Regions from separate parts of the Mus musculus genome. Here region 2 is linked to region 1. A link is a contact called in public Micro-C data. All regions are on one chromosome and are shown on one strand. Each heading gives the region's core, a stretch centred on a gene start, on an enhancer-like site or on the middle of the called end of the contact. The rest is flanking DNA. Distances are from core to core; before and after follow the strand shown. Region 1 holds the start of Klf8 (Kruppel-like factor 8). Region 2 has its middle 71 kb from the start of Rragb.

What was found. A called contact is a pair of places that touch in the nucleus more often than the background predicts.
Region 2: a Micro-C map of embryonic stem cells shows a contact between it and region 1, with 4 times the contacts expected there. The contact joins the enhancer-like site here to the promoter of Klf8 in region 1. A contact is called at or near these places in 1 of 39 promoter capture datasets (embryonic stem cells), 4 of 15 datasets of contacts at CTCF or cohesin (CD8 T cells, embryonic stem cells, large pre-B cells and 1 more), 41 of 484 Hi-C or Micro-C datasets (the AML12 cell line, the Ba/F3 cell line, the HL-1 cell line and 11 more), 18 of 115 datasets of contacts at active chromatin or transcription factors (the 230-238 cell line, a beta-TC-6 cell line, bone marrow-derived dendritic cells and 4 more) and 4 of 9 other capture datasets (adipose tissue, embryonic stem cells, macrophages and 1 more).

The regions. Positions count from the first base shown.
Region 1 is chrX:153,357,942-153,361,031 of GRCm38.p6, reverse strand. It overlaps Klf8 (Kruppel-like factor 8), which reads right to left and starts at 1,419. Exons shown (of 8, transcript NM_001357183.1): 1 at 1,323-1,419; 2 at 1,068-1,190; 3 at 549-736.
Region 2 is chrX:153,209,848-153,212,937 of GRCm38.p6, reverse strand. No RefSeq gene overlaps it. Among named protein-coding and RNA genes, the nearest start is that of Rragb, 71 kb to the right of the region's middle. Within about 2 kb of position 1,602, at least 11 of the 459 cell types and tissues checked have an H3K27ac peak or open chromatin away from gene starts, as enhancers often do. A contact at or near this core is called in embryonic stem cells and induced pluripotent stem cells, where this site is marked.

The DNA of each region.
Region 1 (3,090 bases), core at 170-2,669:
ATGTCCTAAGCAGCTCCTCCACAGAAGGGATCTGCTATCAGTACCTAGAGGGCAGGCTCCCAACTTAACTCTTCCCTTCCCCTCCTCCCTCGTTTTAGAAGCATCTCTAGGTACCTGCTACTGCTTGGGGGAAGGGAGGGGGTGACGTAAGTGGGTTCAGTGCTCCTCCAAATCCTCTTCTCTCGCACAGAGACTTTGCATGTACAGGGTTAAAACAAACCGTACCACTTAAGGAGGGTTGAGAGCACCTAGACAGGACAGACTGAACTAGACATACCTATCCATTCGTGTCCCTTTTCAATTCTTCCACAAGCCCCCCCTGAAGTACCCTTCCTCTTAGTCTCCGCGATCCTTAAGGGAAGTCTTTTTCCATTGAGTTGAATTTGATTCCACATAATGTTCTTACCCCCTTCCGCTTACTCGTCTCCCCCATCCCACTTCACTGCTAAAACCCAAAGCCAAGTGGGTGTGTGCGGTTGGCACGCGGGGTGCGGGGATTAGAACCCTGACTGAAGACTGAAAGAGTGGTCCTTTCCCAAGTCACTTACCGCCTATGCCTCCAGCCGCTGCCGACTCCTGAAGTGTCCGGAGCTCACGCAGTCCTCTCAGAGACTCATACTCCAGAGCTGATCTCAAGGCAGCTGTTCCCCTTGCACCCGCCCATGTCTGACAGCGCGCCTGGTAACACGCTTTAGCCTTCTCTTCCTTGGTCCCCCACCTCCCTGTTTTCTCCAGGCTGGAAAAGGATAGGGAAAACGAAAAAGGGAGGGAGTCGATTTAGACCCAGCTGGGCCACCCTCAGAACAAGGGAAACAAAGCTTTCAAGCATCCAAGCCCCGAATCGGGGCGGTGGAGCCGACTTCCTAAAAAGAATCCTCCCACTGCAGCCTTCCCTGTGCTAAAAATACAGCGGCTTCTCCGGGGCGAAGTGGCCAGCGCTGAAGCTCCTGCGTTCCCCTTTTACCTCAACCGATTCAGTTCCGGCCAAGCCCATTCTCCACCCACCTCAGAACTCCTCAAACCCTCGCCTAGAGAGCACGGGCGGGGTCCCAGCAAAGCACCCAAACCTTAGATCACGACTTGAACGCAAAGTTGAGAGAGAGAGAGGGGGAGTCAGTGAAGACCCACAAGGAGACAGCGCCAGAGGATCCCCTCCTCGCAGCGGTTAGTGCTGCACACCCGGCGCCTTCCTAAAAAGAAAGGAGGAAAAGACGCCAACGATTGGTCGAAACATATAGGAAAACACCGGCCCAGGGCAGGGACTCCAACGCGAGTGGGAGGCACTCCCGCAGGACCGCGCCTGAGAGACTTCTCGGTGGTACCTGGCCGCCCCACTGGTATACCGCACCCGCGGGTCAAAGCCTGGTGCTCTCCCCAGGCAATCTGAGCAGATGGAGTACATAGCTCTTTCTGTGTCAGACTAGGCCCAGAAGAGAGGTGCGACTATGAGGACTCCACCTAGGGTGGAGTTCCTTAAAAGGGACAAGTGGCCGCTAGAGGGGAGTGGAGTAGGAGGGGGTAGAGATGGGTGGGGCAGAAGAGGCGGAGGGACAGAGGAGGGGGTGGGGCGGGCCCTAGGAGCCAGGAGCCAGTCTCGCCCCTGGCGGCCGTCTCAGTTGGCCTCCTGCAGCTGCAGGTATGACTGAAAGCCTTTTCGGTGCATCCTTAGTCCCCAGCAGGGGTTTTCAGGCACACTACTTGGTCAACTATCCACCCAGACTTAAGCACTCCAAGGGAGGTTGGGAAGGGTGTGGTGATTGGGAGTAAGAGATTTCTAGGGAGAAAGGGAAGCAGAATGGGGAGTGCCAGTAAGATGGTAACAGTAAATGGATTTTTTTAACCCTCCCAGTTCTCCATGGCAACATGTGACACTAGCAAAGACAGAGGGGTCACAGTGTCTTTTTAGGGATGAAGCTTAAGAGGAAAGAAGAGCTGGGTGAATTTTCTAGCAATAGGAGGTGAGAGGAAACTAGGTAAAGATGAAATGATCACGGATTGGCAACAGGAAGGCTTTCTGAGTCTCCCAGCTCTCTAAGAATAGAGTTCTCAACCCCCTGAGACCGCCTCTCAGCTAAGCATTGGCTAACATCCCCGAAGAACTGGGTCCGTAGAATAGAAGCCACCATCTTTCCAGCATTTCCTTGTCCTTGCCTTAAAGTCTGTCTCTAGTTCATTTTAATGGAAACCCAGGAAGTCACAGACAACCACAGCCTCCTTCCAGTGCCTCTTCCCTACCACAATTCTGAGAGAGAGAGAGAGAGAGAGAGAGAGAGAGAGGAGAAACAAAGCGGAGGAACAGAAGGAGCAGCCAAGCAAAAGAAATAATAGGTTCCATGTCTTCAGCACCTCATATGGGCAGTTCACTAGGCCAGGTACCATTATAGTCCTCAATTTTCCTTTATTCCTCATAACAACCCTAGACAGCAGGTAGCACTATATTTTTATGTCCCATCAGGGAGTAATGTAGATTGAATTCGGGGCCTAGTGTATTCTAAGCAAGCATTCTATCACTCAGTTGGATCCCCAGCTTATGTTTCTTCTTGTTGTTTTTTTGTTTGTTTGAAATAGGAGGTAATCTTATGATAGAGCTCAGGCTAATGCAGCTTAGACTGTCCTCAAACTCACCACTCACCTGCCTCAGCCTCCTTGGTTCTGAGTTTACAGGAATGCAATGTCACACCCAGCCTCAAAAGAAAAAGAGTAAAAAAAAAAAAACCAAACAACAAACCTGAGGGTCACAGCTCAGTATGTGCCCAGCATGTTTGTCCATTTGCTTAATTGCTATTTCTGCTCAGATATGTTTTAAAAATCTCCTTTTCCTTCCCTCCCCAGTCAGTTCTCTACTAGTAGTTCACCAACTATGCAAATGTTCAAGTCCTTTAACCTGTTGTGATGATCTGGACCCTACCTTTATCTCAAGCAGCAGGGGTTTTGCTGCTCTACTGGACTCCAAATTTCTGATAAGACCAGGATTTTCTCAATTAATCTCTAGGCCACGAGACACCTTACCTTTTTTGTTGACGTGGCCTAAACTCTGTTCACCTTTTTAAAAGGACCAAGTAAAGGTCACCCCCTCTCCTAATTTCATTA
Region 2 (3,090 bases), core at 353-2,852, 150 kb after region 1:
TATGTTATACACAAGGAGTGTAGTCAATAAGGCTACACTTTTCGAGTCAAGAGGACACAGACTATCCACAGGGAAACAACAGAGAGCACATGAAGCCCCTGGTGATGCTTCCACTTCAGTGATGAGACCACTCATTGCTGGAATAAAGAATTCAAATTACTGATAGTGTGTTAAAGGAAATCAAGGAAAATTCAAGAACAAAAAGAGAAAAGTCCACTTTTCATGAGGCCTAGCAATCCACCTATAAGGGATTTATGTAAAGCATAAAGGTGTCAAAGCTCCTTCTGTCTGCCTGGGAGTTCTTTCAAAGATAACAACCACTTCTTAGGAGACATTAAGGTTCCCTGCGGCCCTAGACTCCTTGCTCATCCCATGGACATCAAGTTCAAGACCTGTGCTACTTAGGTTTTGTCAACTAGAGTCACTTGGGGAGAGACTCTACTGAGAAATGGCATCCATTGTATTGACTTTGGGCATGTCTCTGGGGGCATTTTCTTAGTTAAAGATTGATATGGGAAGGCCCAGCCCACTGTGGCCAGTGACATCCTTGGGAAGGTGGCCCTGGAGAGGAATCTTATATGCCAGTAAGAAGCATTCCTCCATGGCCTCTGCTTCAGTTTCTACCCCAGCTTTCTGCCTTGACTTCCCTCTATGAAGGATTGGAAAGCCATTCCTCTTCAAAAACCAAAGTTGGCCAAAACTTCACCTCAGAGCAACAGGGCATGATTTTTCAAGAAGACAGTGAGAAAAACACAAGTAAGAAAAGCCACACTGAGAGAGCTGCATCGAAGAAGCACAGAGGCTGGGGTGCATGTGTTAGAGCAAGAATGCCTTTAATCCCAGCACTCGGGAGGCAGAGGCAGGCGGATTTCTGAGTTCAAGGCCAGTCTGGTCTACAAAGTAAGTTCCAGGACAGCCAGGGCTATACAGAGAAACCCTGTCTCGAAAAAAAAAAAAAAAAAAAAAAAAAGAATGTCTTCTGAGGGAGAATGGAATGAGGAATTACTGAGAGGCTGGTGTGTGATAAGATCTCATTGGAAGAATGTAAAAGCTAAAGCAAAAGCCTACTGAGCACAAACACTGTGCTCCAACATTATGACCAGTCCCATTAATTTGTAGTTCCCTGAGACATTAAATGTTTTATAAGCTAACCAGGTAAAGCAGTAAATGGAAGACCATATCTTTGAGCCAACCATGTGATTGCAGCTCAAAGTTGTCTGTCTTAGCTACAGGATCTTCTCTATGTCACTACCAGTATATTATAGACCTCTAGCCCAGTAGTTCTTAACCTGTGGATCACGATCCCTTGGGCTCTTTCACAGGAGTCATCAAAGATAATCGGGCAACACAGATTTTTACATTATTGATAACAGTAACAAAAATACAGTTATGAAGTAGCCACCAAAATAATTTTATTGTTGATGGTCACTGAACATGAGGAATTGATCTCTCTCCCAGAAGTCTGGAGCTGCTCTCCCTCCCAGAAACCAGGCCCTGATCCCTGCTGTCTGCTGTGACCTTGCACTCTGACAGACCTGAGTTCTCTCCCTCCCACTCCTTGCAGCTGCAGGCAAGGTCACTCTTCCTTCCCACAGCTAAAACCCAAAACAACCTCCAATTGTAATTCTCTCTTAACTGGAGGCACCTTCCTGACTTCTAGCATGCAAACTAGGTATGGAACTCCTCCCACCGAAAACCTAAGTGAACAAGATACTCCCTTTGTTTTTGCAAATGAAAAGTCAATGTATTTCCCCTTAAAAGCTGATTGTAGGGGCTGGGGAGATGGCTCAGTGGTTAAGAGCACTAACTGCTCTTCTGAAGTTCCTGAGTTGAAATCCCACAACCACATGGAAATCCCACAACCACATGGTGGCTCACAACCACCCGTAATGAGATCTGACGCCCTCTTCTGGTGTGTCTGAAGTGTACTTACATATACTAATAAATAAAACTTAAAAAAGAAAAGGAAAAAGCCAGGCGTGGTGGTGACGCCTTTAAAAAAATTATGTTAATTTTCCTAATCCTTGGGAAAGAAGGTCCTTTTCTTCCTTCCTTCCTTCCTTCCTACCTTTCTTCCTTCCTTTCTTTCTTTCTTTTTCTTTTTCCTTTTTTGGTTTTTCGAGATAGGGTTTCTCTGTGTAGCCCTGGCTGTCCTGGAAATCACTCTGTAGACCAGGCTGGCCTCGAACTCAGAAATCCGCCTGCCTCTGCCTCCCAAATGCTGGGACTAAAGGTGTGCACCACCATGCCCGGAGGGATGAACCTTTTCTTTCAGGATGTTAACAGTATATCTTCGGTGGCTATCTCCTAATGAAGCTCTTCCTCCCACCAGAAAGCACACTCTCAGATTCAGTTGCTTGGGGCCTTGATATTATCATTTATTTCCTCCTAGTAAAATCCATCTGAAGTATAAATTCATCTCAGCTTCTATTGGGCAACAAGACTTCTCCAGGAGGAGATGCAAGCAACACACACACACACACACACACACACACACACACACACACACACATCTACTCCACTCCAGATAGGAAACCCATGACAGACCAAAGTATGGATACTAACTACTAAAGTAAAACTTAGTAAGCAGTCAATTTTATTGGGCTTGCTTATAGGAGGATTATGGGTGAGGGGTTCCTTTTACGAACAGAAATGACTCAAAGAGAGCTACATCTACAAAGCTAAGTGCAGCATGAATGACTGACCACTCGTGAAAGCTGGAAGAATGGAGCACACTGCACAGCCTGTAGGCAGTTCAAAAGACTAGAAAGGGTCCTTTTCCCGGAGCCTCAAAGTCTTATAGGCAGCTCCACTGGTTTTTACTTTTTTTTTTTTTTTTTTTTTTTTTTTAAGGCAGCTGGGCTGGTCTCAGAGTACCTTTTGCAACTTGGGTTGTCTGAGAGTCTTTGCAAATTGGCTATGCTGTATCTGAGGGGAACTCTTGGCTTGTGTTGCTTACTGTGGGTGGAGGGCCCTAATAAATCTGGTCGGTTTCATGGACTTCCTGAAGCTATTTTGAGTTGCTTACCTTCTGCCTTAAGGATCCTCCTGCGAGCTGGACTGTTTTAATCCTTGAGGAAACTGTTATAT